Regions from separate parts of the Sus scrofa genome. Here regions 1, 2 and 3 are each linked to region 4. The links are chromatin contacts, called in public HiChIP or PLAC-seq maps. All regions are on one chromosome and are shown on one strand. The core of a region is the stretch at or near the end of the contact, and the rest is flanking DNA. Distances in the headings are between cores, read along the strand shown.

Region 1 (6,485 bases), core at 1,031-3,530, 75 kb after region 4:
AAGGAAAGGCAAAACCCACCCTAGAATCCAGGGCTCCTGATGCCCACTCCCCTGCTTGTCTCACTGATGTTAGCCAGGGTCACGCTAACAGACACAGACCAAATCTGTTAGTTATTAGATCCACTGTGCTGGTACCTCGGATAATGGAATGTTATTCAGTGCTAAAAAGGAATGAGCTATGAAGTCATGAAAAGACATGAAAGATCCTTAAATGAGTATTACAAAGTGAAAAAAGCTAACCTGAATCATACAGTACGATTCCAACTATATGACGTTCTGGAAAAGTCAAAACTATGGAGACAATAAAAAGATCAGTGGTGGCCAGGGGTTGGGGGGATGGATGAAGAGGCAGAGCACAGAGGACTACAGTGAAACCATGCTATATGACAGTACAATGGCAGCTACATGTCTTACACATTTGTCAAAATCCACAGAACATTTGAAGAATTGGAAAACATATACTCTATTAATTCTTAATATTCTTCTCAGAACATTCCCTTCTTATACCGCCTTTCTAACTTCGTAGTTTCAATCAATAATGTGGTAGGCCATCTCACAACTTGCCTTTTTTTTGTTGTTTTTTCTTCTTTTTTAGGGCCGCACCTGTGGCATATGGAGGTTCCCAGGCTAGGGGTCCAATCAGAGCTGTGGCTGCCAGCCAACACCAGAGCCTTAGCAATGCCAGACCTAAGCCACGTCTGCAACCTATACCACAGCTCACAGCAATGCCAGTTCCTTAAGCTACTGAGTGAGACCAGAGATCGAACCCGCAACCTCATGGTTCCTAGTCAGATTCATTTCTGCTGCGCCATGAAGGGAACTCCATGACTTGCCTTTTTACTTTTCAGAAAGGGTTTCAATCTTTCCATCAATTAATTGCACTGGATGAAGGATAATCCATCTCTTTAGAAACTTTTGATACTCCAAAATTTACTTTTACTCTGAGTATGGCAACATTTTAAGCAATATTTCTGTCTATTAGCAAAATGAGAGAAATTTGGGGGGAAAATGGGGTTCAAGTTTTTGTGGTACTGTTTCAAGTCAGGTAAGTGTTTTCCCTCTCTTGGTCAAGAAAATTCCTGCACATGAGCTGGTCCAAACAAGGGGCTAGGTTAATTCCCCCAACTTTCATCTTTTGGCCTTACTTCTTAAGCATAACATTGTAAACACTATGTTAAATAACACCTACTGCCCTCAATTAACCCACTACTGAGAACCACATCCTAAGAAATCAGATGCCACCTACAAACTAGCTGTATTTTATAGTTGGTGGCATCTCTATCAGTTATTTTCTCTACCAAATCAATTCCTCATCACAAAGCTTTAAAGTATGGCAAGAAAGAAGTATGATTTTATCCCAATTTTCTTTCATCTTATGCATATGGTATCAAACCATATTCATTTAGGATAGCTCTCCACCTTAAAAGACCAATGAATGATGTGCTGTAACAAAATGATTTATAAGGTCATGCCATATTAACTACATGGTTTTAAGTTTATTACCTTTGGAAGACAAAGTTTTTCCAGGAATGTGAGTGTCAAGAAATCTATGATCCCCAACAGGTTGGGGATTCTAGTCTGTCCTTTCTCAAGTTTTTCTCCAAAGTTGACTGTAAATACTAAATGTTAATTGAGATGATAGTTTAATATGTTTCTGGTTTAGTTCACTCATTTGACGGTCCACAAATATTTACTAAGTACTATTGAATACTAAAGAATTTGTTTGATCTTGTTTCTGTTTCCTGGGTGAGGGGGGACCCTCTAAACTCTTGGAATTCCTAAGTGATAAAAGCGCCTTTTGTTATTCATGCTAGGCCCCCAGATAATTTTAAGAGGGGGGGTGGGGTGGGACATGTCCCCAAGTTGGAAAAGACAAACCATACAATTAGAGGGTTGAGGCTTTGAGCTCAGTGTTGTCAGCCTGACCTCCCAAACTCCTGGGAAGGGAAGGAGGCTGGAGACTGAGCTCAGCCACATGACTGATGATTCATAAATCATGCCTAAGTAATGAAATCTCAATTAAAAACTCTGGGCACTTAAAGCTTAGGTGAACTCCCCTGGTTGGTGATAAATAATGATGTGCCAGGAAAATGATGTGATCCTGAGGACACAGAAGCTTCACCCCTGGTCCCTCTCAGGCCTTGCTGCATGCATGTCTCGGTTTGGCTGGTCCTGATTTGTATCCTTTGTAACAAAACTGTAATATTTCAGCACTTTCCTGAGTGCTGTGAGTCATTCTAATAAACTACTGACTCTGAAACAATAGTGGAAATCCCCAACTCAGTTGATCAGAAGTGCAGGTGGCCTATGGACCCCAGAGTTGCAGCTGGTGCCTGAAGAAAGGGTAGTATTGTGGGAAACTATGCCTTTAATCTGTGAAGTCTATGATAATTCTGTGTAGTTATCTAGCATCAGAAGTGCATTGTAAGCACTCATTCAGAAAACAATAATATGTTCCAACATGAGGGTATTTGTGGGAAGTCATTTAATATCAGCTAAGCCTGACCACTTGAGTACTTGCTTGCCAAGGACAAAACAGCAACTTAGGAATCCATGGATGACTGAGCTTCACATCTTGTGAGGAGCAAAGATGTCTGGGGAACTGCTGAACTGTATAGAATGAAGCAGTTTCCAGGGTTCTCCCTAATCTGAAAATAATTCAGATCTAAAAGGGCAAGGGCACCTGCAACCTCCTAATTAAAAGCAACATCACCTTTGAGCAGTTGTTTTTTTACAACCACCACCCCCATCTGTAGTTAAGAAACATTTGGTTCCTTCACCTAACAGGAATTTGGCAGGAACCAAATGGAATACCAGATGTTTATAACTAAGCTTTTGAATTCAGACCTGTCCAGACACAGGATTCAGAGTAGCAGTGATTAGTCACAAAAATATTCCTTTTCTCTTAATTTGCTGGTCTACTGAAATTAGCAAACGGGGCAAGGTAAGTAACTACCACATAATAATTAAAGTCAACAGGAAAAACATTACCATGCATGCTGTGCTCCAAATGTCAGCAGGGGTATTATAACCAGATCCTATCAGTACTTCCAAGGAGCGATACTGCCTTGTTTGAATATCTTCAGTGAAATGTTTGTGCTGAGTAAATGAAGAAAGTAACAGTATTTTAAGATTCATTTATTCTAAAAAGTAATAGGTCATGACTACTTAATAATGGAGATTAAAATAAATTCATCCAAGTTTTCTCCAAACCAAAGTTTTCATTTAACTAATTTCTTAAGTATCATTTTGATTCTATTAGCTCCAAAGAGTACTTTTCTTTATACACCATTTATTCCAAATTATTTCTGCCAACATATAAGTTTTAAGTTAATACGGAAACACAGATTAGGCAACAACAATTGCCCTTTTTTTGGCTGCTCCCAAGGCATGTGAAAGTTTCCAGACCAGGAGGGATCGAACCTATGCCACACAAAGACCAAAGCTGCTTCATTGTCAACATTGGAACCTTAACCTGCTGCACCACAGGAGAATTCCAAATTTGCTTTTTCGTTTTTGTTTTTTGTTTTGTCTTTTAGGGCTGCACCTGCAGCACATGGAGGTTCCCAGGCTAGGGATCCAATCAGAACTGTAGCCACTGGTCTACGCCAGAGCCACAGCAACACCAAAGCCGAGCCACATCTGCAACCTATACCACAGCTCATGACAACACTGGATCCTTAACCCACTGAGCCATGATGGGAACTCCCCAAATTGTTTTTTAAGAAATGGAAAACTATCATCCCAAACAAAAACTAAATTTTTCATTTGCCTAAAATTAATAACCTGGATTTCAACAAATAAATGATATCAATTTAGGGTCAATTCAAACTTTTCCTTGCTGTGTGCTCATTACGAGAAAATAAAAGATGTAGGTTTTAAGTTTTATAAACACCGATAGAGACTTCTTGCCCTCCTTCTCCTCTGCTTCCCTCATCCCTCCAAAAATATCAAATGTGAACCTTGGGGAAACAGAGCCACGTTAGGCAGCAAGGGAGTACAATCCACAAAACAACTAGAGTTGGTTTTTTGGCTGTGCCTGCAGCATGTGGAAATTCCAGAGGCAGGGACTGAACCTGCACTACAGGAGTGACCCAAGCTGCTGCAGTGACAATGCCAGATCCTTAACCCACTGAGCCACAGGGGAACTCCTAAGCAACCAGTTTTGTTTTTTCTTTAAAACACCTAAACTGTATGGGGGAAAAAGGGAAAACCTCTATATAAAAGCAATTTAAGAGAGACAGTACCCAATTTTGCATTCATGGATTTTATTTAGATTTTGTCTAAAATAAAATTAGAAGAATGTTTATGAGACAATTGGCAAAGGTGACTGAGTATTTGATATTAGCGAACTGTTAACCTTTTTAGGTATAACAATGGTTACCTAAAAGGATCATTTTTTTAGAAAGCCATGTTTACAAATGAAAATAAGATGCCTGGGATATACTTCAAAATAATCTGCAGTGGGTGGCAGGGCGGATATATGTGAAAATAGACAGGAAATGGGTTGATAATTGCTGGGTGACAGTAGTATAATGGTATGGATGATCATTCTATTCTCTCTACTTTTGTATAGGTTTGAAATTTTCTACAATAAAAAATTATACAGAAAAAGGAAGCTTCAAATGAATCAAACACAGGAAACAAAACTCAATATAACACGTACAAGCATGAAAGACAGTTTTCTAATCCCATGAAAATTCAAAAACAAGGAACAGCATTTGTGAAGAGGGGAAATTAGGCAGAGAAAGCTTCAGGTAGGAAACAGCATTGACCAGAGCTTCAAAGGGAACTGGACTAAGTTTGACCAAAAGAGCAAAAAGGATTCCAGGTAGAGGGAACATCATATATAAAGGTACAGAATGACATCTGCTAAAGCCAACTGCTAGGTGGAAGAGTTTAGATTTATGAGACAGACAAGAGAGCAACACTGCATGTTCGTGAACAGGAGAGCATGTAGGAGACAACAGGACATCTGAGAACATCTTCCGGTGTCTGGCCAGATTTAGGCTTAGTAATGAGCACATGAACAATGGCTGTGGAAATAGGAGAGCGAAAAGTTAAAACCAAGGATATTCACAGAAAGAATAAGCACAATTTAAAAATTCAATGGCTATGAGTGGGAGACAGTAGGACAAGTCAAAAGGAACTATGTGATAGAGGCTACTGACAGGGATGGAAAGACTTAAGAGAAGGAAAACAATGGGTTCAGATAATGAGCTTGAAGTGGAAATGTACTACAGGTGAGAATATTTAGAAAAATGGACGTGCTGTTCAAGGGAGTTGTCTTTAGTCATTGTGCCACTACTGCCTTACAGACATGTAAATGATAAACGAGGTCAAGAATCAGCAAAAGTAAAGATGGTGTGTTGGATACGTACACATCCACTTACTCCTGAAACTTCATTTCAGTAGAAAACCCAGCATTAATTTTTTTTTTTCGCTTTTTAGGGCTGCACCAACGGCATATGGAGGTTCCTAGGCTAGGGGTCAAATTGGAGCTGTAGCCACCAGCCTACACCACAGTCACAACAATGCCAGATCTGAGCCATGTCTTCAACCTACACCACAGCTCACGGCAACACCAAATCCTTAATCCACTGAGCTAGGCCGAGGATTGAACCTGCATCCTCATGGATGCTAGTCAGATTCATTTTCACTGAGCCTTGATGGGAACTCCCCCAGTATTAATTTTTAAAGCATAACCTGTCAAAGAGAATGGCAAAGTCAGAATAATAAAATTTAGAAGTTGGAAAGCAGAGAGAGAATGGCTCTAAGAAAGCTGACTAATAAGCTGCTGGTGAAAGCTGAGAAGCAGTGTGATGCACACCATAGGTTTCCTTCTCCCAAGGCTCAGGACTGGGTGGTGTCAGGTATCTCTGGAAGTAGGCGGGAGGGTGGGGTCCAACGAAGTGAAAACTGTTTTAAAACCTCTTTTAGAGAAAGAGAGTTCCAGAATACAGGGCAAGATACAGTCCAACAGCCGTTCCCTGGCCTGACAGACACTTAGAGGTTTTCTATGGAGTAGATGAAATAGTTTCCAGAGGATGTTCCTACACGGTTAAGGGGGGAGTACTATCCTGAAAACAGGGAAATTAAGTGACTATATGCAACTGTATGTTGAATCCCCAGTTTTCTTGCTTAATTCAGCTCCCAGAACACTAGTAGCAAGGCATTTGCTCTCTGGGTAAAGGATCTGAGAAAGACTGTTCAGTCTTCTGTGGGAAAAAAGACCAATCCAAGAGGAAAGATCCAAAGACAGACATCAGAGGATGAAATGAACCAGCTTAGACGATCATGTTATAGTGAATAACAGTCAATAAGACCCACCCAAGCACAGAGTTTCCAAACAGCTTTCTGGTACTCCATTCATATGGTCAGACAGACTTTAGTTTAGTGATCCTAAGCAAGGAGGCAAGAGACACCACACAAAGGTGTCGGAGTTCCGTTTGTGGCTCAGCACGTTAAGAACCTGACTAGTATCC
Region 2 (5,900 bases), core at 2,280-4,779, 120 kb before region 4:
CCTCCACTATAACTCAAAAACAAGAAATACTAGATTATGGGGAGTTCCTGATGCGGCTCAGCGGGTTAGGAATCTAACATAGCAGGTTAGGAATCTGACACGTGAGGATGTGGGTTTGATCCCTGGCCTCGCTCAGGGGGTTAAAGATGCAGCATTGCCACAAGCTGAGGCACAGGCCTGCAGCTGTGGGTCCGATTTGACTTCTAGCCTGGGAACATCCATATGCCTCAGGTGCAGCTGTAAAAATAAAGAAAAGAAATGCTAGATGATGCAACAGGTAGTATCATGTATTAAACATTTTTTTTTTTTTTTTTTTTGTCTTTTGTTGTTGTTGCTATTTCTTGGGCCGCTCCCGCGGCATATGGAGGTTCCCAGGCTAGGGGTTGAATCGGAGCTGTAGCCACCGGCCTATGCCAGAGCCACAGCAACGCAGGATCCGAGCCGCGTCTGCAACCTACACCACAGCTCACAGCAACGCCGGATCGTTAACCCACTGAGCAAGGGCAGGGACCGAACCCGCAACCTCATGGTTCCTAGTCGGATTCGTTAACCACTGCGCCACGACGGGAACTCCGTATTAAACATTTATAATGGCATCTTGGACTCAGATGCTTTGGTTGAAAAACACCTGAACAATGGAGTTCCTGCTGTGGCACAACGAGGTCAGCAGCATCGCTGCAGCACCAAGATGCTGGATTGATCCCTGGCCCAGCACAGTGGGTTAAAGATCTGGCATTGCCACAGCTGTGGCATAGGTCATAACTTTGGCTCAGATCTGATCCCTGGCCTAGGAATGCCATATGCTGCAAGGCAGCACCCCCCGCCAAAAAAAAAAAGGAAAGAAAAAAACCAAATGGCTATATCCCCAGTGATATTCAAGGGTTAACTGAATACAGAAGCTTTTTTTTTTTTTAATTTCATTCACAAATATGTTTGAATAAAAACAGAAAACCCAAAGGCAACATCATCAATAACTAACACACTGTGATCACTCAGTGGGGTAATACATGTAAAATGTGAAGGAGTCAAGAGTCTGCTGTAACTCACCCATCAACTCTTGAGACGTTAAGCAAAGAAGTCAGTTTCTCAGGGCCTACTTCCCACTCCACTCACACCCACTCGGCTCATTCCCAGGCTGGTTTCGTATTACATGAGGGGCTTTTACGTTAAGACCAAATAGGAAAGACACATATTATGCCCTTTTCTTGTGGCATAAACCACTCTCTGAAACTTTCAAACTACCTTTAATGTTAAGGATATTCATTCCTTTCCATTTAGGCCTTTGACTCAGGTAGAAACATGGGTGGCTTGTATGACAACAGAACAGTCAACAAGCAATATAATAATTTATCTTTCATAGGAAAATTCTTTATTCCCACTTCTCTAATATAATGGCTTTGATTCAAATGTAACAAATTCCTAAAATGCTTCTTTTCTAGGACTGGTTGGTCTACTTTAGATTAATAACTTGTTTTAGAGGCAAAAAAAAAAAAACCAAAAACAAACCTACTTGTTCTGTAACACTTGTTCCATGAGACAATTATTTTCTAAATACAAATTCAATTCCAACTTACTCTACTTTTGAAATACTTGATCTCAAACGTCCTTTGAAGGTCTAAGATTCGATGATTCTCTATGACCCAGTGATACAACTCTTGACATAGGCCAGAAACCAGCTTCAAAGCTGATTCCTGCAGTTAATCATTTGATCGCGTTACCTCTAGCCCAAGCCTGGGAAAGGAGAGAAACCCTGAAGAGTAAACAGCAGTGGCACAGACACCAGGGGCCAAAATGTCCCATGGTCGTTTATGCTTTGAAGCTCTCTACCCTTTTCTAAATCACAATTGATAGCATCCCATTGTTCCCACTGCAGACCCAGGATGGAGTCTAAGATGCTTGGGCCAAACTAGAGCAGGCCTGACTCTCGAGTCAAACGCTCTGAGCAGGCCAAGGGCTAGGCTGACTGTCAGGGTGGAGCCAACACACAGGAATTTTGTTCAGGGACCATGCTCACGAATGCAGATGACCCTATTTCATTCACTTTGGGAATGTTCTAGATAAAACACAACGGAGCTCACAGCACAATGAGAGTTCCTTTGATTGGAAATTAGTTTCAAAATAAATTTAACTTTATTATTTTCTGGAGTTCCCATCGTGGCACAGTGGAAATGAATCCGACTAGGAACCATGAGGTTGAGGGTTCAAACCCTGGCCTCGCTCAGTGGGTTAAGGATCTGGCGTTGCCGTGAGCTGTGGTGTAGCTTGCAGACGCGGCTCAGATCTGGCATTGCTGTGGCTGTGGCATAGGCTGACGGCTACAGCTCCGATTAGACCCCTGGCCTGGGAACCTCCATATGGCGCGGGTACAGCCCTAAAAAGACAAAAAAAAAAAAAAAAATTCAACTTTATTATTTTCAAATACATGCTAGAGAGGTTCTGAGGGAATCCAAGGCTTAAGATATTTTTACTAGAGTAAATGCTCATGTTTCTGAAGAATTTTGTGAGTTATGAAAAGTTTGTGTTCTCATATATTTTAAAATCTGCCCAGGGAATTTAATTTAGATTAACATGATGACACTTTTCATGAAAAAAGATTTGCTGAGCAAAGTGAATTTCAGCCCACACATTGTAAAATATTGCAAGTATTGAGATTTATTATCCTAGTAGCTCACAACTTAGATGACAGATCTTTTTATGTGAGGTTTATTGTTAGAAGCATTTTCCTCCCTGAAGGAGAGTACATTTAGTGGGGGAGGAAACTATCAGTACATTCGTTGTGGTTTTTGGTTGATCAAGTTTGAGTGTGTTTTCAAAACAGGAAATCCAGAGACTCTGCAAAGGATTCCTGCTTGTGTGTCAGTTTCCTAGGCTGGCTTTCAGCTCGATGCATGTACTTGATATTAAGATTACATAAATAATTTCACAAGTTCTCTTTACATGTGATAACCCTTCATATTAGAGAAAGAACAGGTTGGCTACTAATAAACATGTTGGGAAAGATAAGTGAGGCAAGCACATGAGCAAAAAAAAAAAAAAAAAAAAAAAGTTCCCAAATTATAATGGAGTCATAATTAACAAAGCAAAAAGGTTCACTGTAGCTGGTCTAAGAGACAATAAATGACAGAACCAATGTTTGTGGCCACCTAGAAGGTAAATACATGCAATAAGGCTATACTTACTACCTTACATAGGAACAAATCTTTTAATTTTTTTCTACTAAATCTAACTCTTTTAAGCTGGACCTGGACAAGCACCACCTACAGTACCATAAAATCTTAAATTGATGTAATGAGATGTATGTGCACATAGGTGCACAGCCGTCTATACATGTAAACCGCCCCCTGTCAATACTGACATTATCCGAGCAAGAGGAGGTACCACAGCTCAGGGTGTGGACAGTCCATCGATTCTTTACATCTCCCTACAAGCAGCAGCGGCTGTGGCTCCAATTTCTAAACTTGGAACACTGGTGTGACAAGTTCTACAAGACTGCTGACAAGAACTCACACCCCACCTTGGGGCTACAGAAATGCCTGCTACTGCCACTGCGACAGCAGGCCCCCATCATGGTGACAGATGCAGACACGCCCAGCTCCTGTAGACCTAGCTTTTTAAAAAAAACTGTCTCAACAGTTGCCACAAAAGAAAACTGTGGCAGCTCTGGCTGTGGAAGACCTGTGGTTGCTTTTGACCTTGTATCTCTTAGTGCAAATACTCACTTAATAAATATTTAACAATAACCATCATGACTCACTGGGAGCTCGGCCTCTAGGGCTCAGGAGGTCTGTTGCTAATTCCAACCAGCATGATTTACGGGAAGTAACTGATCTATGACGTGCCCGAAGAGAATAAAAGTACATACAGGATGCTTCTACTTAAGGCTTTTTGGGGACAGAAAGAAACATACAAGTTAAAAAGGGACATTTTCTCTTGACTTAAAGTCTACATAACTTAAAGGGAGGAGGTCCTCCAAACCCCACCGAGTCAAACCAAACCAAATTACCCCAGTTTTGCTGCGCAATCCGAGAGTAACCACATCAAGTGAACCCAGGCTGCTGCAAAACATCACTTAAACTGGAGCTCTGACTTATTGTTCTCTTACTGCCCTAGAGCAATTTTGTTTTGAAGAGCACAGAACACCCTGTTCTGAATGTGGCTGGCACATGAACTCGATGTGCTGACAGCAATTTGTACTCCGATTAAGATGGGGGGGGGAGTGCACTGCAGTAAGGGAAAAAAAAAAAACAAAACAAAACTGGAATGCAGGAACCAAAAAACTGTATAATGTGTATTTTAGGAAGCAAAACTGAGAAAAAAAATTGCTGTAAATGCTCCAGCCTAAAGACGTTACTCTGGTAAGTGTCTGTTTTTCTCTTTTCTAATTATAGTAGTCTGATAGCTTTGCACTCATTTCCAAAACAATTACTGGGTCATGGGGATCTGAATGGGAATGTTGTAATGGCATTACTACTGGACAAGACTGGCCATTTAACAGAGAAAACCAGGTTGTGACAGGTTACTCCTACTCGGCAACGGTTTTCTCTGCTGCCTGATTCATATGCCAAGGGAGAGTCTCTCTGCCTGCATCTGCTATCTAACAGAGCGGAGCATCCAAGAGACAGTGAGTGGGATCCTACCGACCCCTAGAAAAGGCAAATGAAGAGGCAGAGGTGGATTTCTAAAGTCAGAAGAGGCATATTAATCACTGATTAGAAGAGAAACTGTTCCCCTCAGCCACAGAGGTCAATTCCCGCCCCCCCACTCCCTCCCCGCGACTGTCCGCCTCTGCATTTTGTACTCTGATGAACAGATGCCACGGCAGGGCTGCTTACGGTGCCGAGGGATGATGGTTGCCGACTGAGAGCAGGCGTGAACTTGGCTACTTGAGCAGAGTAGCCCTGATGCAAACGATTGTGTATCTTAGTCTAGACAGGAAGCATACACAGGACAATAGACTACACCAACACAAACCCTCACACTCTGCAGCAGGATAGCACTGCAGTCAGACCTGGATTCCAGTCCCTTCTGTCACTAAACAATTGTGGCTTTGGGCAAGGTCTTTTAAATTATCTGAAGCTCAGTTTCTTCATATACAGAATAGGGGGAGTAACTAACTTTAGCCTAACTCATAACTATTGAGAGGATTGAATTAGGTACTGAATTAATTAAAGCTTTTAGCCTAGCACTTGGCAGGCATTCATTTCTGTGTCAGGGTGGCTACTATGTGAAAGCACTGTGTTACGTGTGGCTACAGAGATGAACTCAGTGAATGTTAGCTACAATTATTTTCCTGCAATTAGTGGTAAATTATACCACATTAAGCATGTTTTAGAACTTGGTATGAGAAACCACTTCATGGCTCCACAGAGAGAGCCGTCAAAGTATGAATAAAACTCAAAGCGAGCAGAAGCAACATCTTCTGTTTCTTTTGTACCTCACAGTGCCCAACACATGGTTCAGGGCCAGAAAGTAAATATTTATTTAATGATTAATCTGAAAATAGGGCATTAAGGAAAATGGTAGTAATTTTCATTCATTTATAGGAATTTTCCTTTTTGAATATATCAGTACTCCTCTTTTTAATAAATTCCAAGAGCTATTTAAATTCTTCACTGATACGGAACTCTTGTTTTTTAATACTATTCTAAAATAAATGGTCCACTGGCTGAATTTTTAGTAACAAATGATAAATATATATATTTATACATATTCATATTTATCAATGTTAACTAAGCAGCATTATCCCCCCTTGAATAAGAAAATCCTTTCACGTTGCCGTGAGCTGTGGTGTAGGTTGCAGACGCGGCTCGGATCCCGCGTTGCTGTGGCTCTGGCGTAGGCCAGTGGCTACAGCTCCGATTCAACCCCTAGCCTGGGAACCTCCATATGCCGCGGGAGCG
Region 3 (5,682 bases), core at 2,766-5,265, 100 kb before region 4:
GTTACTGTTCTGGTGCAGTGGAAACGAATCCAACTAGTATCCAGGAGGATGTGGGTTTGATCCCTGGCCGAGGATCCAGTGTTGCCGTTAGCTGGGGTGTAGGTTGCAGACTCAGCTCGGATTTGGCATTGCTGTGCCTATATGCAGGCAGCTGTAGCTCCGATTGGACCCCTAGCCTGGGAAATTCCATAAGCCACAAGAGCGGCTCTAAAAACCAAACAAACAAACAAAAAAAATCGAAATGAAAAGTTAAAAAAAAAATGACTCCTGCTGAAAATACTACCAAAAGCAAGACTTGAGTTAATTTAATTTAACCTGCTCCAAAGTTTTTTTCGTGTGTTTGTTTTTTGTCTTTTTTTTAGCGCCGCACCCATGGCATATGGAGGTTCCCAGGCTGGGGTCTAATCAGAGCTGTTGCTGCCGGCCTACACCATAGCCATAGCAACACCGGATCCGAGTCACTTCTGCGAACTACACCACAGCTCACGGCAACGCCGGATCCTTAAGCCACTGAGTGAGGCCAGGGATTGAACCTACAACCTCATGGTTCCTAGTCGGATTTGTTTCCAATGCACCACAGCGGACACTCCTAATCTGCTCCAAAGTTAACTCTACAGTCTACAGCGGTAGTTTTATGGTATTGCCTTATAACTGGGAAAAGTTTTTCCTTTTAATTGACAAAAACTTCCAATTTTAAAATATATACACATGGAGTTCCGTTGTGGCTCAGTGGTTAATGAATCCGACTAGGAACCATGAGGTTGCGAGTTCAATCCCTGCCCTCGCTCAGTGGGTTGGGGATCTGGCATTGCCATGAGCTGTGGTGTAGGTCGCAGACGTGGCTTAGATCCTATGTTGCTGTGGCTCTGGCATAGGCTGGAGGCTACAACTCTGATTGGACCCCTGGCCTGGGAACCTCCATATACCTCAGGAGCGGCCCTAGAAAAAGCAAAAAGACAAAAAGAATAAATACATATAAAAATATATAAATATACATAAATTATCGAATCTTGGAAGTTTCTGTAGCATAGGGGAAAAAACCCTACTTTTGCATATGTTTGAAAATTTTCATAATAGAAATTTAAAAATAGATGTTATAGATAAGATTTTTAAGTGCTTGCTAATATACTGAGGAGAATTTTCTATCATTCCTATTATGTTCATAAACATTTAGAATGCTCTCATGGAATTTTTAGGGCTAGTAGGACCTTAGAAATCAAGAACTCTACCCCTGTGTCACTGCACAGGAAAGAAGCTAAAGACAGAGAGGAAAGGTCTAGCTAAAAGTCAGCCAAAGCTGGAACTTATCTGCCAACTCCTGGTCTAGGTATTTCTCCAACATTATACATCTGAGCTCTTCATTTATTCTATTTTATTTATTTTTTTGTCTTTTTTTAGGGCTGCACCCGAGGCATGTGGAGGTTCTCAGGCTAGGGTTTGAATCGGAGCTATAGCCACAGCAACACCAGATCTGAGCCGCTTCTGCAACCTACACCACAGCTCACAGCAACGCCGGATCTTTAACCCACTGAGTGAAGCCAGGGATCGAACCTGCATTCTCATGGATACTAGTCAGATTTGTTTCTGCTGAGTCATGGTGGAAATCCCTTCATTTATTCTAAAACTTATCATGAATGACAACTATCTAAACACTGTAACTGCAAAAGAAAAGTAATACTATAACTTGTTTTCAATTACAAAAATTAAATTTGAACTAATCTGCCAGACTTGTGGAAATGAAATATGGGTTCAAAGTAGAATGTAAAATACTGTTGTGGTTCAATACACAACATTAAAGATAAAATCAAACTACCTAGTTTATGTTTTAAAAATGAACTCTTAGGGAGTTCCTGTTGTGGTGCAGTGGGTTAAGAATCCCACTGCAGTGGCTCAGGTGGCTGCAGAAGTACAGATTTTCTCCCCTGCACAGTGGGTTAAAGGATTGGACATTGCTGCAGCTACAATGTAGGTCACAGCTGCAGCCTGTTCACTCTCTGGCCCTGGAGCTTCCATATGCCGCAGGTGCAGCCATAAAATAAAAAATTAAAAAAATTAAAAAAAAAAAAAGAACTCTTTGTTAGGTCTTTAATAATAGTTCATGTCACCATCCTTGTTTAGTGACTTGATTTTTTTTCTTAAATCGAAGTATTTCTACATGTTTTTTCAGTCTCTTTTTTGAAGAACTTCAGCGCAATAAATGGCATTTTTCAAACATTCATTCATCCATGCAGAAAGCATCTACTGAACGTCGAATGTGTGTAAGGCACTGCCAGTGATGCTGGAAACAAGAAGGGGAAGATTCCAGTCCCCCAGTACTCACTGCACACTGGGGAATGGGCGCTGCTGATGACAGCACTCACTGCACACTGGGGATGGGTATGTGCTGATTACAGGACCAGTGACAAGTAGTGCACACAGTGGTACAAAGTGGGCACCATGGCAGGGGAAACGGTGATCAGCTATCCCAGTCCGTAACAGCATCCTGACCCCCAACTTAGTAAGTGAGAAAGATGGAACAGCTACAGGTCACTCAATAAACCCACATCTCCTGACACAAAAGAGAATAAACACTCTTACACAATTACGATCAAACTACAATACTGTTTTTTCTCTTGATGACAGCCAGTGAAATGGGTCTGAGAGTCCGGAAAGGCCTTAAAATCTAGGCTCTAGTTAATAACTCTGCAACCTCGGGCAATTTACATAACTTCTATGAACTCACTTTTCTCACCTGGGGATAATTACTCATACCTTAAACAGAACTGATGTGTAAGGCAACTAATACAGTAGTTGACACATCAAAGAGTCCATAGACTAAGAACTCCTTGATGGATGAGATTACTTTTTACTCATTTTTTTTGAGTTTGTAGAGGCTGGTACAGTACTTGGCACATACAGGTTGAATGAATATTAAATGAGTCACTATTAAATAAATGTTGGATTCTAAAATTCTTTTTGAGATACATATTCAATATATTTATTTCTATAAACAGATTTTTATAAAAGAAACCTCCATTTCACCCACATAAATGTAACCCAACTTTTAAGGACCAATTAGTTCCCTCTCGCAGTAAGACTTACTTTCTACGGTCGCTCCTTCGTTGGGATTTGAGTACCCTTCTCCTTTCCGTTTGATTCTTCGGATAATGCCTCCATCTTCAAATAAATCCTCTCCTTTGAAATCAAGGAGCTCAATCTAGAAAGGAAAAAGGGACCTGGCTGAGAACTGATGGGACAAAGCTAATTTAACACACTTAAAGGCAAGGGTGACTAATTCTCTTTTCATTTTATAAAATAAAACTGTTTTTATATTTATCTGTGCATCTTAGTTATTGGAAAAGTAGGAAAAAAGAACACTGCAGTTTTCAATACCTGGAAAGAACCTTCATGTAATGATAATGTCTAGGACTACATCCTGTGGGGCTGCAGTGCAAAGACAGACAGGAAGTACTAGGAAAACTGCCTTGTGGCAGAAAGCCAGAGTGACACAGTGCTGGCCCAGAACTATTGTGTCTGACTCTAGAGGCCACCACTTTTCCACCCCAGATTCATGGAATTCCCTTCTTAAAATGTAAGAATAAATCTTATGAATCAGGACTACAACCAACCAAAGGTGTATTTTACCTAGTTAGAATTTTCAGGCATTTCCCTCTTGATTTTTAAACTAAGTTTGGCCAAATATGAGTTATTCGACACAGGATGAGTAACATCTTATCTCGACTTACTGCTTCCTAGTGAGGAAGTGAGATCTGTGACATTTATAACCACTGTAACGTGAAAACAGCCTTCCCACTTGGTTTAGGTGTATTGTAATGTTTATTTCCCACATTTCCATCCCGTCTTCTGTCACACTATGGACCACAACCTTTATTTCTGAGCCTGGTGTCTTTTGTTTATTTGGATATGACCATTTTGTGCCAGAGACACGTTTCTAAGAAAGCACTGGCACACACCCCTTGGGTTTGCGGGAAACAATTCAAGAAGCCAAGCTCCAAAATAAATAAGTTGGATCTGATCCTCAACAGCAAACTTAGCTCCTCGTTCCACTGCCTGCTGCTTTGGAGCCAGCACTATAGCAGAGCAGATGCTAACAAGGCAACATCACACACATACTTGCCTCAAAAAAGAGAGTTGCATTCGAGGGAATTTTGGGGAGACTGCCAGCCGAGCCGTATGCATATTCTGGTTTGCACAGTAAATGGCAGATCTCTCCTTTCTTCATGGTAGCCACCCCGATATCCCATGCCTTGATAACCTGGCCTAAGACAAAAGAAAAGGGGTTGAAACCCTCTAAGTCATATTTTTTAAAAAAGTAACTGTCATGGAACACAAGTTGCAATAATTCCATACGTTACATACTACTCAGCTAGGAAGCAGGGGCTACAAAAGAACTCAGCAAGAGCTACACACTAAGAAATAAATTGTGATTTTTTTTCCTCAGGGCTACTGGAGAAGATTCTCTGCTGAAAAGGACAAAAGTAGTGTTACTTTCTCTTTTGAATTTTTTTTTTTAAAGAGACTTGTTTCCAAAACAAGTTTTTAAAGTTTTATTGACGTATAGGTGATTTACAATGTGATAATTTCTGCTGTATGACAAAGCAATTTAGCTATACATATACACACATCCATTCTTTTTGGTATTAATTTCTAAACTGTTCAAGATTAAGTCTTTGAAAAGTGGCAGTAACATAATCTTTAAAATGTGGCTGGGCTTCAGTTGTTGCTTAATTTATAATTTCAACCATAATAATAAGCGTGTTTTCTAGGCAGAAATGGGACAAAAATAGTATGGAAAATGGAATTTGTCCTAAGGAAGCTTATAATTTTGTTGGGTAGACAAAAAATAACAAACAAGAAACAACCAGAAAAGTATAAACTGTATCATAAAAAGGCCCATGAAACAGATTTCTTCTCAAAATTTAGAGTAAAAAAAAAAGTGAGTTTTGTATTTCTACAAACAAAAAAAACCTCCAAAACATGTGTCCTCTTTTGTCAGATCACAAGAACTACAGAAGAATTTCTTTCTTTTTTTTTTGCCTACTTCCAGAAAACTAAAATTAACAATTTTTTTCTTTTTCTTTTCAGGGCCGCACCTGTGGCATATGGAAGTTCACAGGCTAGGGGTCAAACTGGAGCCAGAGCTGTAGCTGCAGGCCTATGCCACAGCCATGCCAGATCCAAGCCACATCTGCCGACTACACCACAATTCACAGCCAACACTGGATCCTTAACCCACTGAGCAAGGCCAGGAATCGAACCCGAATCCTCCTGGATACTAGTCAGGTTTATAATCTGCTGAGAAACTCTTAAAAGTTAACTTTACTGCTCAATTCAGAACTATGGTAACCTCTATAATTGTATCTTAACAATAAGCAGTCTCAAATCCTTTGGGAAACAACAGAAGATGTACATAATTTTAAGGAATAATATACAAATTTGAAGTGCTATGTCAATAAAAAACTGAAGTATTCAAAGTGAGATCAGGTAAGCAATAAACTGCAAAGGGAGTGAATTTTGAAGAAAGCTGTTATCTTGAATTGAGAGCTGATGGTAGGATTAGAGGAAGGGATTACAATAAGGGGATCCTTATAAGGACCATAAGTAGGGGTGGACAAAGCATTTGTGACTCATGACTTTAGCCTAGTTTTAAGCATCACAACTTTTCAAAATATCAGATACATT
Region 4 (5,864 bases), core at 1,959-4,458:
GGTCTCAGACACAGCTCTGATCCTGCCAGGTCTTGGCATAGGCCTGACGCTACAGCTCTGATCGATTCTACCCCTAGCCTGGGAACTTCCATATGCTGTGGGTGCAGCCCTACAAACAAACAACAAACAAAACCTGGCCCTGAATAAATGTGCAGATGGGTTGGACAGAGGGAGGTGATCAGGCTTCGGCTGGGGGTTGTCTTCCTCCACCCTGCCGCCCACTCCCACCCTCCAGCGTCCAGGCCCTTCCTCCTCCTGGCCTCCTGCCAGGGGGTTCCCGCTATCCAAAAGAGCTGTCCAAAAGGGCTGGGCTTGGTTGGCCGGGGCCTGGGAATCCCTGGAGTCTCCAGGTTTGTGTGAAGAAAAGATTGATCAGGGAAGGGGTTGGAGAAACAGGGAGCCTCCTTTGGGAGATGGCTGGAATCGGCCCCCTCCAGTGGGCTTCCGTTATCACGTGACTGCATCCCGGGTCTTCGGCTCCAGACTGCTAGATGCAGCGCTCGTGGGGCGCTGGCTGCAGCCTGGACGGCTCCTTCTCTTGCATGGAGCTCCCACACCTGCCCCTACCCCTTCGCAACTGTGCTGCTCTGGGCCCCTGACTCGCCGGGGTTCCAAACCAGGGCTCGTGTGGGGGATGGACAGGTCTGGGCGCGCTAAGGCCGGTGACCCGGCAGGGCTGTGGGAGCCAGCCCGGCCGGGCTGCACGTCCCCGGGGTTATGCACCAGGCCCCAGCACCGGCCGTCCCTGGGCCGCGCCTGGCCAGACCCAAGAACGCGTTCGGAGGCTGCGGCGGCGACGGGGAGGCTGCGCGCCGAGCGCAAGCCGCGAGCACAAACAGGGCGAGGAGGCTGGTGTGAGCGCCTGGGCCCGGTGCCAGCGCGCTGGAACACAATGTCCCGAGCGGGCGGGCGAGCGGGGAGCGAGAACAGCCTGACTCAGCAGCTGGGTAAGTGGGTGTGCTCGCTCACCAGATCAACCGCTCTTGCAGCCTGCGGTCAGCGACGACCCGACTCTCTGAGGCTCCCTCGAGCGGGAGGGGCGAGCACACGGGCCCCGCTCCCCAGCTCCCGCCCAGTGTGTCGCTCGGGACCTCCACGTGGCCGCTTTGCGCATCCCTCTGCCTTCTCGCCCTTCCATGAACGTGGCTCGGAGCGCCCCGCCAGAGTGGAGCAGGCTCTGCCCACGTGGGAGGGTCACGCTCCCCAACCCACCTGCAGGTGTGGCCTGCCATGCAGCTGCCGGGTCCATGCTGTCCCATCCCCCCCACCACTCTGGGAGGTCCCTGCAGGTCTGGGTGTGGGGGATGTAACTCTTGGGTGGAGGCAGAAATTTGTTTTAGGGCAGTGGGGAGCAGAGGAAGATGTTGGGAGAAATGGGATTTAGAGCAAGATCTTCCCCATCTCTGCTCCCAGCTGACCCAGAGTTCAAAGTCTCTTCCTGTCCCCTCCCCTCAAAACCACTAGGCCCCTGAAGATTTCCTCAGAGGGAAGGAGAGGCAGGTGGGGAGGTGCTTTGAAGCCTGAGACCCTGCTTTTCTGCCTTACCCACCCTCCCACCCAAAGCCACAACAAAGACCTACGAATTCTGCCACCCAGCCACAAAGCTTCTCCTTCCTCCTCTGGGTCTGCTGTCCCCTGTGGTCTGGTGTGGATGGATGACAGTCCCAGGACGGGGAGCTCAGATGTCAGTCCAGAGCAGGACTCTTCCTAGGGGGTGGGGACCTGTCCCATGCCCCAGCCTCCTGGAGTGTCTGCAAGGTGCCCCAGGGGACACGCTGTGCTGGGAGTGTGCCAGGGCAGGCAGGAAAGGCCCTGGCAGTCAACACAGCCCTGGGCTCCAGGGCCTTCCAAGGTGGGGCTGGGGGAAGGATCCCAGGCTGCTGAAGTGCCTCACTTGGGCCTCAGCCCCCCTCCCGGGCATCTCTGGCACCCTCTGGAGCCAAAGTTGAGGAGGTGGGTGCCAACCGTCTTCCCACATATACAGGCATACTTCCCACACACGTGCTCACCCAGCCAACGTTCACCAAATCCCTTAGTGAGGAGGTACATTCACTGTCGCCGACACCAGCCTTCTACCTGGTGTGTAACATCTGGCCACCGTATCTATCCCAGGGCAGTGATGGTTCTGAAGCTGTTTGCACACCCACAGTAAGAGGGTCACTCTCACAAGGCAGCCCACTGCCCTTTAGGACTTCCTTCTGTCCAAGGCCAGTCGCCTACAGGACACCTGCCCTCACATGGCCTGGAAGTGACTAACCTCACCTTCAAATCCCTCATACCAGCTCCTCCCCCCTTTCCCACCGTGACCCTCCCCCTCCCCAAACTCCCCATGAAGGCGGATTCATTCATAACTCTTTTCCCTCCTTCACTATCCTAGGTCTGACCTATTACCAGATTCTTCCTTTTCTTGCTTTTATTGCAAGATACATTGTTACTTTCCTCACCAACCTCACAGATGCCATCTTTGGCCCAAATTTCCACAGTTGCTGCCACACTATCCTTTCTGACCCAGGTTCTTCCTTCCTCCTACACACCCTGCTGGAATAATCTTTCTCAAACACTGTTTATTGTGTATGTTATCAACTGCAGACTCTTCAGCCAAGCACACTGGGTACATCCACTGCTAACTCATATGTTCCCTATGAAGGGACCCAGACTCATTCATGAGGTACGCAGACTACAGAGTCCCGCACAGGACCTGGTGTGTAGGAGGAGGGCAGCGAACGTTGCTCACGTGAGCACACCATTCGGGTGCACCCCTTTCTCATCCTCCTGGCTTGGGCTCCCCATTCCTATTAAGCTTATTGGCTTCTCGATGTTCACGCAGGCCCTGTTGTTTTGAGGAGCCACAGTTTTTTTTAAGTTCCCAGAATCTTCCGAGAGGGGTGGTGAAGAGAGAAGCAGACATCCAAATTAACCTCCGGGGTTGTGCCAAATACCAACTGCAAAGACCTTGAGTGCAGAGGAGAATGAGTGTAGCTGCCTGCCGGGAGCCTTTGCGCCAGCAAGAAACAGACAATCCATCAAGGAGGGTGGAAGGCAGAATAGAGAGGGCGTACAACCAGTGGCTTTGGGTTTGCAGAGGGACCTTGCCATCGGAGATTCCAGCCTGCCTAGCTCTGGGCCCCTCATTGATGCCCCCTGATTGTGCTCTTTCTTGGCACCGCATCACACACACACACACCCCAGTGCTCCTGGCCCCATCACCACCTCATAACCCAGCTTAAAGGCTCTGATAATCTCCACCCCACTTTGATCATTTTGTCATCAACTTCCCTCTGCGCCTTATGAGCTGCCTTCAGTCTTATCTATATTTTATTGCTTCTTAATATCCTGTAGTCTTTTCAACTCCAAAGATTAGAAGCTTCTTCATGGCAGGGACCGTGTTATTTATTTATTTATTTAACATCATCTATTTATTTCGAGAGGGCAGCCTGAGATAGGGCACTTGGATTTTGGAAGCCACAGAGATTTGGGTCTGGATCCTGGCTCCAATACTTAGCTGTTTGGCCTTGGGTGAGTGTCTTAACCTTTCTGAGCCAGTTTCTTCATCTGTAAAAGATGCTAGAGCTACTTTCCTTGCAGAATGAGGGGCAAAGATTACAGAGACTACGAAGTGTCCATTGCATAATGAGCAGACAGTAGTTCGTCTTCTCTGCCATGTGGGAGCCGTCCTTGAATTGGGGGACAAGCTTCTTTGACTACCTTTCCCTCCGTACTGGGATGCTTCCAAGCCAGTAACGGGACACTGTTAACAATTACACTGGTTTCACAGACGTAACCCGGGACGCAAGGCCACCCTACCCTAACTCACAATAACCGGTGAGGGCAGGGTTCAGATCCAACGCCGCCGAAACCCAGTGCCTACACATGGCGCCAAGCGTAGTTAAATTCAGGGAAAGTCTGTCGAGTGAAGAAACGAACAGAACCTGCCCTTCCTTCAGTTTCTCAGAGCACCAGCGAGTGAAGAAGCAAAGAATGAAAAAGCTGCCCACGCCGCCTTCCCACCCCCACCCGGGTCCCAGTGTCTCCAGCAGCCTCCTTCCCTAGCCCTCTTCCCCGCCCCTGGTTGTCTTGGAAACAAGTGACGTATATGCAAGGGGCGTGACCTCTTGCCATCCTCTCCCGGAGACCTAGGCCCCTTCTTATCCCAACCTCGGATGAAGCCAAACTCGGATGAGGCTGAGGTTGGAGTCCTCCATGGTGCTGCCCCACGCCGGACTTGGAGCTAACTCCGCTCCCTGGCCGCCTGCCTTGGGCACCCAGATTACCCGATGCCGGCACCCAACCCCTCCAGTCCGCCCGGCACCGGTGAGCTGGCGGGGGTCCGAAGAAAGACGACCTCAGTCCCCAGGATCCCTCTTCACCCCTTCATCCAAGATGGGCCAGTGGATCCCAAGAACTGAGGCCCAGCGCCCAGCCCAGGCCCGTTTCTTCCCCGGCAGCCCTCAGGCGTGCTCCGCGTCGGAGGTGTGGGCGGGAAGGGTGGGACCCCTGGGCGCGCCCCGCGCCGCGGAGCGCGGGGGAGAAGGAGTTAAACAAGGTGCCGGCGCCCGACGCGGCGGGAGTGGGGGATGGGAGCGAAGGGAAAGTGAGAGCGGGGGCGGGGGGGGGGGACCGGAGCGAAAGAACATCCTGTGCCCGCTGCCGGATGCGCGGGGGGGGGGGGTGGTTAGTCCGGGGAGGGAGGGCAAGATGGGGGGAGGCCCGGGGCGGGGAAAGCCGCGGCCTCCGCCCAGCACTAGGTCCTCCGCTTGTGGGGGCGTCGCCTCCTTCACTCCCCGGGCTTACGCAGCGTTTCTCCCGGTCCCCACCCTTTCACCGGAGTAACGAGCTACCTACCGAGAGGCTCCCGAATTTGGCCCTGGCCCGGGGTAAGCACGAGCTGAGGAAGACACTGTCTCGGAGCGTGTGGGATCCACGTCAGGCACCGGCTGCCCCGCCAGACTTTCATCTCTCCGCTTTCTGGCTTTCTGCTGGGGCGGCTCGCACGTGTGCAGCGTCCCCTGGTCACCGAGAGTCACAGCGCACATTCTCTCACTAAGTTTGGACCGCGCACTTCCGGGTGGTAGGCAGGTATTAATAGACCCGTTTTCCGGAGGAGGAAGCTGAGACTCAGATTATGGAGTTCGCCCAAATCCAAGCCCATCGTACTCCAGCGGGCTTTTTTCCTTGGAGTAGAGAGTAGGCTAATTTTCCCTTAGTTTCTAGTGCCCGCAGGCGCGGGGCCCCTCCGGGGTCACACTCCGTGGTAGCCTGCTTGCACGGTTAGCTACTCTAACTAGACTGAAACGCCCATTATCAGAGTCCTGATAGATTGAGGAGATGGTCTTAGGCTTTCACAGGAGGAATAAAGCAGCTCAGGGGAATGGGCTCCTGGTGTAGGTATTTGATGTGTGTGCCGGGGGGGGGGGGGGGTTTCAAAGAGGGTTCCAGACTTTTTCGAAGCAATTAAATGGGCTACAGGAGTTGAGATTAATTAGCCAGGGTGGCAGGGGTAGTGATTGAATGGAAGGGGCTGAATAATGTACCTTTAGGGGCTCACAGAGCCCCACCATCTGTGCCCACTGCCTTCCCACACCCAACATTTTTGCCCAGGGGAAACCTGCTTGAAATAGTAGTTATAACAGTCACATTGGGTGAGCTGTGTGTGCTGGGCACTGTTCCAAGCACTTAACCTCTCAACTCCAAGAAGTAGGTGGTTATTATTCCTATTTTACAGGTAGGGAAAATGAGGCACAGAGGTAAGTCAGTGGCTGAGCTGGTTTTGAACCCTGGCAGTCTGGGTTGAACCCACACTCTCATTCACTAAATAAACCTTCACCTAACATGATAGGAACATCAGCCTAAAAGCTAGAAACCTG

What was found. HiChIP or PLAC-seq counts read pairs in DNA pulled down with a chosen protein or histone mark.
Region 1: a contact with region 4 is called in an H3K27ac HiChIP or PLAC-seq map of alveolar macrophages. The contact joins the enhancer-like site here to the promoter of ARMC12 in region 4. A contact is called at or near these places in 5 of 47 Hi-C or Micro-C datasets (alveolar macrophages, embryonic fibroblasts, liver and 2 more) and 1 of 2 datasets of contacts at active chromatin or transcription factors (alveolar macrophages).
Region 2: a contact with region 4 is called in an H3K27ac HiChIP or PLAC-seq map of skeletal muscle. The contact joins the enhancer-like site here to the promoter of ARMC12 in region 4. A contact is called at or near these places in 2 of 5 promoter capture datasets (liver and skeletal muscle), 22 of 47 Hi-C or Micro-C datasets (alveolar macrophages, blood, brain and 12 more) and 2 of 2 datasets of contacts at active chromatin or transcription factors (alveolar macrophages and skeletal muscle).
Region 3: an H3K27ac HiChIP or PLAC-seq map of skeletal muscle shows a contact between it and region 4. The contact joins the enhancer-like site here to the promoter of ARMC12 in region 4. A contact is called at or near these places in 1 of 5 promoter capture datasets (liver), 6 of 47 Hi-C or Micro-C datasets (blood, heart right ventricle, liver and 2 more) and 2 of 2 datasets of contacts at active chromatin or transcription factors (alveolar macrophages and skeletal muscle).

Annotation. Positions count from the first base shown.
Region 1 is chr7:31,656,076-31,662,560 of Sscrofa11.1, forward strand. SRPK1 (SRSF protein kinase 1) reads right to left here. Exons shown (of 16, transcript NM_001144113.1): 13 at 2,992-3,099. Among named protein-coding and RNA genes, the nearest start is that of LHFPL5, 35 kb to the left of the region's middle. Within about 2 kb of position 2,281, at least 7 of the 83 cell types and tissues checked have an H3K27ac peak or open chromatin away from gene starts, as enhancers often do. A contact at or near this core is called in alveolar macrophages, where this site is marked.
Region 2 is chr7:31,463,657-31,469,556 of Sscrofa11.1, forward strand. All of the region lies in intron 6 of FKBP5 (FK506 binding protein 5), which reads right to left. It overlaps LOC110261510 (a long non-coding RNA gene), which reads left to right. Exons shown (of 3, transcript XR_002345681.1): 2 at 4,298-4,355. Among named protein-coding and RNA genes, the nearest start is that of FKBP5, 83 kb to the right of the region's middle. Within about 2 kb of position 3,530, at least 49 of the 83 cell types and tissues checked have an H3K27ac peak or open chromatin away from gene starts, as enhancers often do. A contact at or near this core is called in alveolar macrophages, brain, embryonic fibroblasts and 6 more, where this site is marked.
Region 3 is chr7:31,479,981-31,485,662 of Sscrofa11.1, forward strand. It overlaps FKBP5 (FK506 binding protein 5), which reads right to left. Exons shown (of 12, transcript NM_001315611.1): 5 at 4,118-4,260; 6 at 3,082-3,196. Among named protein-coding and RNA genes, the nearest start is that of FKBP5, 67 kb to the right of the region's middle. Within about 2 kb of position 4,016, at least 18 of the 83 cell types and tissues checked have an H3K27ac peak or open chromatin away from gene starts, as enhancers often do. A contact at or near this core is called in liver and skeletal muscle, where this site is marked.
Region 4 is chr7:31,580,336-31,586,199 of Sscrofa11.1, forward strand. ARMC12 (armadillo repeat-containing protein 12) reads left to right here and starts at 3,209. Exons shown (of 7, transcript XM_021098632.1): 1 at 3,209-4,311. The coding sequence starts at 4,177. It overlaps LOC100521322 (a long non-coding RNA gene), which reads right to left. Exons shown (of 3, transcript XR_001297829.2): 1 at 4,843-5,864.